2 separate regions of the Gossypium hirsutum genome follow, and region 1 is linked to region 2. The links are chromatin contacts, called in public Hi-C maps. All regions are on one chromosome and are shown on one strand. Each heading gives the region's core, a stretch centred on a gene start, on an enhancer-like site or on the middle of the called end of the contact. The rest is flanking DNA. Distances are from core to core; before and after follow the strand shown.

Region 1 (3,303 bases), core at 451-2,950, 210 kb before region 2:
TAAATATTTAATTGTTTTGGGTTAGTTTGGTAAAATAGCCGCCAATTGTCAACGTGTCATAATATTCTATTGATGTTGAGGTTAAAATATTTATTGTGTTGATAGAACTTGATCTTGAATAACTACAATGAATATTATTAAATTTTTTCATAATAATTTCATTTATTAAATAAATTAATAAATTTCCCTTTAAAAAAATTATTTACATACATAAGTGATAGTGCTTTGAATGTGAATGTTAAGTACAACCAATTCTTATTTGAGCTATTTAAATAAATATAAAGTATAATTTAGAAATAAGAGAAAAAGAATAAAGAAAGTGTATTTGAGGTGAAATAAATATAAAAGAAGAATGTACAAATAACTTTTATTTGAGCCTAACACGAGGTTAATGTGAAATTTTGTGTACAAATAACTTTTATTTGACCTAACACGAGGTTAATGTGAAATTTTGAACAGATGGAACCGCCCCGGCTCTTTGCACGTGAGAGTACTTCTTACAAGCCAATGATGGGGTTATTTTGAACCGTACACGGTCCAAAAAAGCATCATGTAAATTTCATGTCTCTAAATGTTAATGATTGAAGGATTGCAATTTACTAGATTATTGTGGAAAATGAATCATAATATAACGATGTCGTTTTCCTTTAGATGATTAAAGGGGTGGCAATTTGTTACACTACACCCACGTCAGCGTATCGTCTCGTATCAACGCGTCCTGCCTTTGCGGTAGTTCCACTTACATTCCACGTTGGACACCTCGAAGATACAGCATCACGCTTCTCTAATGGTCGTGATTCCACACGCTAGACCCACGCCTCTATAATGGACCGTATCTTTATCTAAACACTTTTTAATGAAGTTATTAAAAAAATTTATTATTTGTATTTATTAGTTTGTATTAAAATTATAGGGTAAAAAAATTAAAATATTTATACATTTTGTATATTTAGAATTTAATTTTTTTATTTTTATCTTTAAGAATTTAATTCATCTACTTTTAGATATAAAAATTTAAGTTCAATTGTTATCATCATTAAAATTTTTAAATTAATTATGTAATATAAAATTTTGAAATAAAAAATATTTACTTGGTAGTCATGTTGTGAATACTTGTTAAGAATTTCTTTTTCTTAAAAACATCAATTCGAACTCGTTATGATAAAATATTTTTTTATTGAAATAGTGCTTTTCAAGAAAATTTGATGTCAACATTTTGATTGATATGTTAACAATATAACTATTTAAACTAATTAATGACATTATAAAAAATAGAGGAATAAATTTATGTCAACAACTAAAATGTATAGATTAAATCTCAAGTTTGAGTATAGTTTAACGGCAAAAATAAAATTTGACCATTGTTTTATAATGTTTAAAAAAATAAAAAATTATGTGTGAAAATTTTTTAAGATATTCAAATTATATATAATCATGTAATAATTTAATAGAAAAATATTATAAATTGGGAATAGCATGGTTTTAGACGAGATGAAATCAATTCAAATATTAGTAAAATTTATGAGGGGCTGGATTTATGAATAAGTATCCTTATTTTATGTTTATATGATTAAATTCAATGTCTACTTTTTCCGTAAGCTCCCTCCTTCTGTCTTCTTACTTCTTTAAATAATAATGATGTTAATTTATGAAAAAAAATAAAACAAATAACTATCAACACGTAACAGAAATCACAATATCGGAAGAAAATCGTATTGTGAAACAAAACTTTACAGCGACGGAAGGATCCCACTTGATTCGCAACTGAACCACGCCTATTAGTTTGCGCGTGGTCCTCTGCTACAATCAAACATTTCACTTTCTTAATCACTCAGCTTCCATTAATCATCATATCATTACTTAAATCTCACCTTTCCATTCGTTTTTTTTTTTTTTTTACTTTCGATCCCCCCCCCCTCTTTGTTTTCCCTTCAGCTTTTCACCTACCATTCAGCAAATAATATGTTTGATTTTGGAGATGAACTAACCATCGAAGGCTACAGAATTCCATGGCTAATTTGGATCCAAATACTCGTACTCTTCCTTCTAATACTTCTTCTCTATTGCTTCAGCAGCCCCTTCGCTTTGGATCTCTCCGATGGCTCCTCCTCCGCTTCCGCTTCCCTTTCCTCCCAATCCCACTTGGATAAAATGCCTGCTCTTCATCATACTTCAACGCTTGTCTCCGCTCGTTTCCAGGTATAATCCCAACTCTTCTTTTCCTTTTATTCTATTGGGTCTGAGTCCTTTGGCTTATTTTGCTTCGTATTTGGATCTCTGGTTTATGTCTCGTGTTTGGATTTGATTGAGATTCTTTTGAGTTTAGTTTTTTTTGTGGAATTAAAATTCGAGTATTTCTGACGGATTTTTGAGTTGGGAATTCATTTGATTAGTTCAACCCAAAACAGACAAGTCCAAATCAAAAGAAACGTTAGAAACTAGAACATAACAGCTAGAAATGGTACACAAACTGGGAATTCTTGGTGCTTCAATAATTTGGACATACAGTGGATTTGGGGAAATTATGTGAATAGTATTATTGGCTTTGGGCCCCCTTTATCTGTTTTTTTGTTATCAAAACTATGAAATCGCATCCCAAACGGAACCGTAAAGCGTGTTTCCATTAGTTACTTTTAACACAAAGTTGTGCCACAAAAACCCAATCCACCAATGGAAGGAAAATGAAATTTTTTTCCAACTTTATGCTTTCTTTCAAGGCTTAGTTTAAACATATTTAATTGTTTATAACATTGTGCGACTTTATTAAGTCTACTAACTATACTATAGTTCTTTCTTTCTTTCTTTTTTCAGAAAAAGAAAAATTTTAAACACAACAATTTCTATTTTATGGGGAGATGGCAATAGAGTCTAGATGGATGGATGGGCACGTATATTACCTTATTAATTTTAGTTTAACATCTATAATCTGTTCATATTTTTACTAATTATTTTTAAAATTATTATAATTTAGTCATCAATACTGTTAGGGTATATATTGAAAATATAAAAATGGAGCGGAGTATAGATTGTGTCCACACAACATAATTGCTGTGCCTGCTGTTTTTAATGAAGTTAATTGAGTAGCACTTGGATTTTTCCTTTTTTTATAAAGAATAGTTGCTTCATTAAATGAACTTAATTGCATTTTCTGCTGTTTTGTTAGGCTAGTTGCGTAGTTTACTACTTATTTAGGTATTTTCTAAGCTTAACTGCCTAATTAGTTTTGGTCTATCTTCTACACTATCAACTACTCACTAAATCTTTCCCAAACCCAACTTTACTTTCTTTTTCAAGTAATAAATG
Region 2 (3,517 bases), core at 503-3,002:
TAGTGCATCCACATATATAGGTTTTTTTGTTCTTTTTTCTCTTTTCTCCCTTTGAAATCCACATATATAGGTTTTTTTGTTCTTTTTTCTCTTTTCTCCCTTTGACTTACTATTGTTATTCAAATGCTATGGTACCCAGCTTTAGAGATAAATGTTGAATACGGGTAAGCATACAATATGAGTATAGGTAATGTCTAAATAAGTGCCGGATATGAGTAGTTTGGAGAAAATGAGGAGTATGAGACTGAGAAACACAATTCAGAAGTAAAGTTCCCAATCCCTTTGATAAATAACCTTTAAAGTTTCCATTCGCTAGTAACTTGATAATAACCATTCAAGTTACTTGACACTGTGAAACTGCAGTTAGCCCCTTCCATATGAACACTATAGAAGCTTAGCTATTAAGGATGATAAATCTATGGTGACATTGGCATCGACAAGAAATGAATAGTGAAAAAACGATGAACAACGATATCCCCTCTTTAACTTTCCAAGCTCATAGAGTTTATAGTCCCATCGAAGGGCAACCAATGAATCACAATCAACTTCAATTTAGTGGTTTCTAAGAAAATATGGTTTATTTGTATCCAAGTGTATGAAAAAGATTGAAAACCCAATCATGACATCCTTATTTTCATATCATTATCCTCCATCCAACTCAGTCGTATGCTGTCAACTCTTGCCATTGTTGGAGGTCACTGTTGAACTTACCTCTTATTTTCATGGTGGACCTATTGTTGCTCGGACCTGGATATATTTGATACGAGTAGCGTTTCAATAATTTTTTTTCTTCAAAATTTTCATATATTTAGAGGATTCTTTAAAGATCAATCCTTAATCAAACATTAGTCAAATAAGGGTATTGGACGCAAATACTTCAAAAAAAAAAATCACGATCAACATAGGCTATTCCTACTACAATAACAAGATATTCCTCCATATGATCTTTCCTAATATGAACAAAGAGCTTCTTCTGCTATAGATGAAGTTAAGATAAACCAAAAGGATAAAGCTATTGCATATGAATCTGGATGAAAATGATTTGAAAACATCTAATTGAGACATTCAATAACAACAAAAAAAAAGAAGATCAAAGTCTCAAATAACTATGATAATAATAATCACAATCAATATTTATTCAATCTGTTTTCCCCTCTGAATGAAATTCAAACCAATTCAAAATTAATAAAAGGAAAAAAGAGGGCTACCCAATAACATGGTTCAACTGAAAATCCATTTTCTGAGCTCCAAAACAGAATTTTTTTTCCAATACTTTATTAATCCATCTTGCGAGAAAAACAACAGAAGATAACTCAAATTACAAAAACTACAAAAAAAAAATAGAGATATAGGTATAGAAAGGAAGAAGCTTTGTTTTAATTCAAATAAGTTGGTATGCTTCGCATTGATTTTCCCCAGCTTTTCCGGAAACCAAACAATTAAAAAGACAAAAAAACAAACCAACCTTTTGTTAAAAGAGTCGTTAGAACAAGTTTCCCGCTAAAATTTGAGGTCCAAAAACAGCAAAAAAGAAAACAAATTCCTTTCAAAAACCATAAGGAAATAGCTTCTTCTTCTTCTCTGCGAAACCCCTAAGCTTGTGTCGTATAATGCCCCAACACCAATCCTTCTGGGAACCCCAATCGCCCTTCACACTGATCGCATCTTTTCCCCTTTATTTTATTTTATTGTATTACTACAATCAGGATAATAACGTAATGCGAGCTGAAGAAACTCGACCTTCACTTAAAATTTTAATATTCAAAAAATATATTTTTTAAAATTGGATTTGATCGATTCTGTTTCACACAATCTTCATCTTTTTACTGTGATTATTCGTATTCAAAAATTAAAAATTATTTATTGAATTTAACTTAATAATTTAAAGTCCTTAAATAAAAAATAAAAAAATGGAACAATTGCACGTTTTTGCACTACAACATTTAACTTTTATATATTCTGTGGTTACTATTAGTATTTTTTAAATGATTACTTGTTAGATTTGTCTTCGTAATATCGTAATCCACAGTGAGTTGAACAGCACATTACCCATTAGCCATTATTTTAGAGGTTTTCAGAAAAATACAAAATGTTTTTTATTTTTATTTAAAAAATGGTCATCTTTCCACTAGCTCTGTTTATTTTATACCCGACTCAACTTTCTTCCTTTAATCCACGCGCATTGATTTCCTGCGTGTTCCTCACGTCAGTTTCCGGCGTAAAATTTTGTCCCTTCTCCTGTTTCTTCCCTTCCACTTCACGCTCTTAACCAGCGCTTGAATCTCACTCTCTCCTTTTTCAAAAAATATTATTTAGTTTAATTAGACGTTTGGTGAACCTAATTAATCATTAAATGATGACCCTTCCTTACATATTTGCTCTAATTGCCCCACCCCTTCACAACTTGTTAGAGACAATGCTGATCTCAACACTTCAAGCCTGTCTCACACTCTCTCTCTCTCGCTCTCTCTCTCTCTCTCCATGATATTCCCCTAACCAAAACCTAAAACTAAATCTCTACATCCTAACTTCATATAAATTTTATAAAAGTAAATTCTTCTTTTTTAATTGGTTAATTTTATTTTTTTGTACTTTTTAAAATTTAAAATTTTAGTTTTGATGCATACAGTTGTAAAATTAGTTTATTTTATCCAATTAGATCATTTTAAGTATCTAGTATATTTTTTAAATTATGAAATTTTAATATTGACGTAAATTAATTTATTAACTAATTCTTTAGTGAGTAATATGTAAAAATAACAAGTTAATATGTTATTACATATGATAACATATTTTTTTTAAGTAAAGTTGATATTCCAATTAATAAAGTGGTAGGAAAAAAAACTGACACAACAATAAAGAAAGACTAAAAAGAAGCAGAAACGACAAAAATAAACCACTACAGAAGCTAACTAATCAAAAGTAAAAACCAACAAAGCAAACCAACACAAACCCAGCCACAGAAAGAGAAAACCACCAGCAGAAAACAAGAGGAATATCAGCCAAAAGCTTTCCAGAGAAAAACCCCATTAGAAGCACAAAACAGAGATCAGGAAAATCGACTTTGAAACCCAGCAAAGGAGATTCCGCGAACCTTCTCCAATCTTCAAAGTCTACTCACATCTCAAACCCAAAGGAAGAAAGCAGAGCGGTCCATCTCAGCCAAATCTGCAACAGAGGAAGGAGCCTCCTCAACCCAAAAACAGGGAGATACCCGATGTCGTCCCTCCACCACTAAAGCATGCGCCGCTCTATTTATTTTTCTGGAGACAAACTGGTAAGACACTTTCTCAAAAAACCTCTCAAGAGAACGAATATTCTGTGAAATTGGGCTGAGAATAGATCTATCTATTTTGTTTGATGTCAGTTTCTTGATGACAGTAAGAGAGTCACCTTCTAGGATGAGATTTCTGAAACCTATATCTAGCGCAAAATAAAGAGCCCGTTCACATGCTCTCGTCTCAGCTACAAAAGCATCTGCCACATCCGCTATCGGGTACGTACAAGCACCTAAAAT

Evidence for each region. Hi-C and Micro-C count contacts between places; a contact is called where the count stands out from the background.
Region 1: a contact with region 2 is called in a Hi-C map of leaf, with 3 times the contacts expected there. The contact joins the promoter of LOC121203473 here to the promoter of LOC107897516 in region 2. A contact is called at or near these places in 4 of 34 Hi-C or Micro-C datasets (callus, leaf and petal).

Annotation. Positions count from the first base shown.
Region 1 is chrA10:16,289,933-16,293,235 of Gossypium_hirsutum_v2.1, reverse strand. LOC121203473 reads left to right here and starts at 1,700. Exons shown (of 2, transcript XM_041078794.1): 1 at 1,700-2,199. The coding sequence starts at 2,099.
Region 2 is chrA10:16,080,889-16,084,405 of Gossypium_hirsutum_v2.1, reverse strand. LOC107897516 (transcription factor TGA4) reads right to left here and starts at 1,752. Exons shown (of 10, transcript XR_001684169.2): 1 at 1,466-1,752.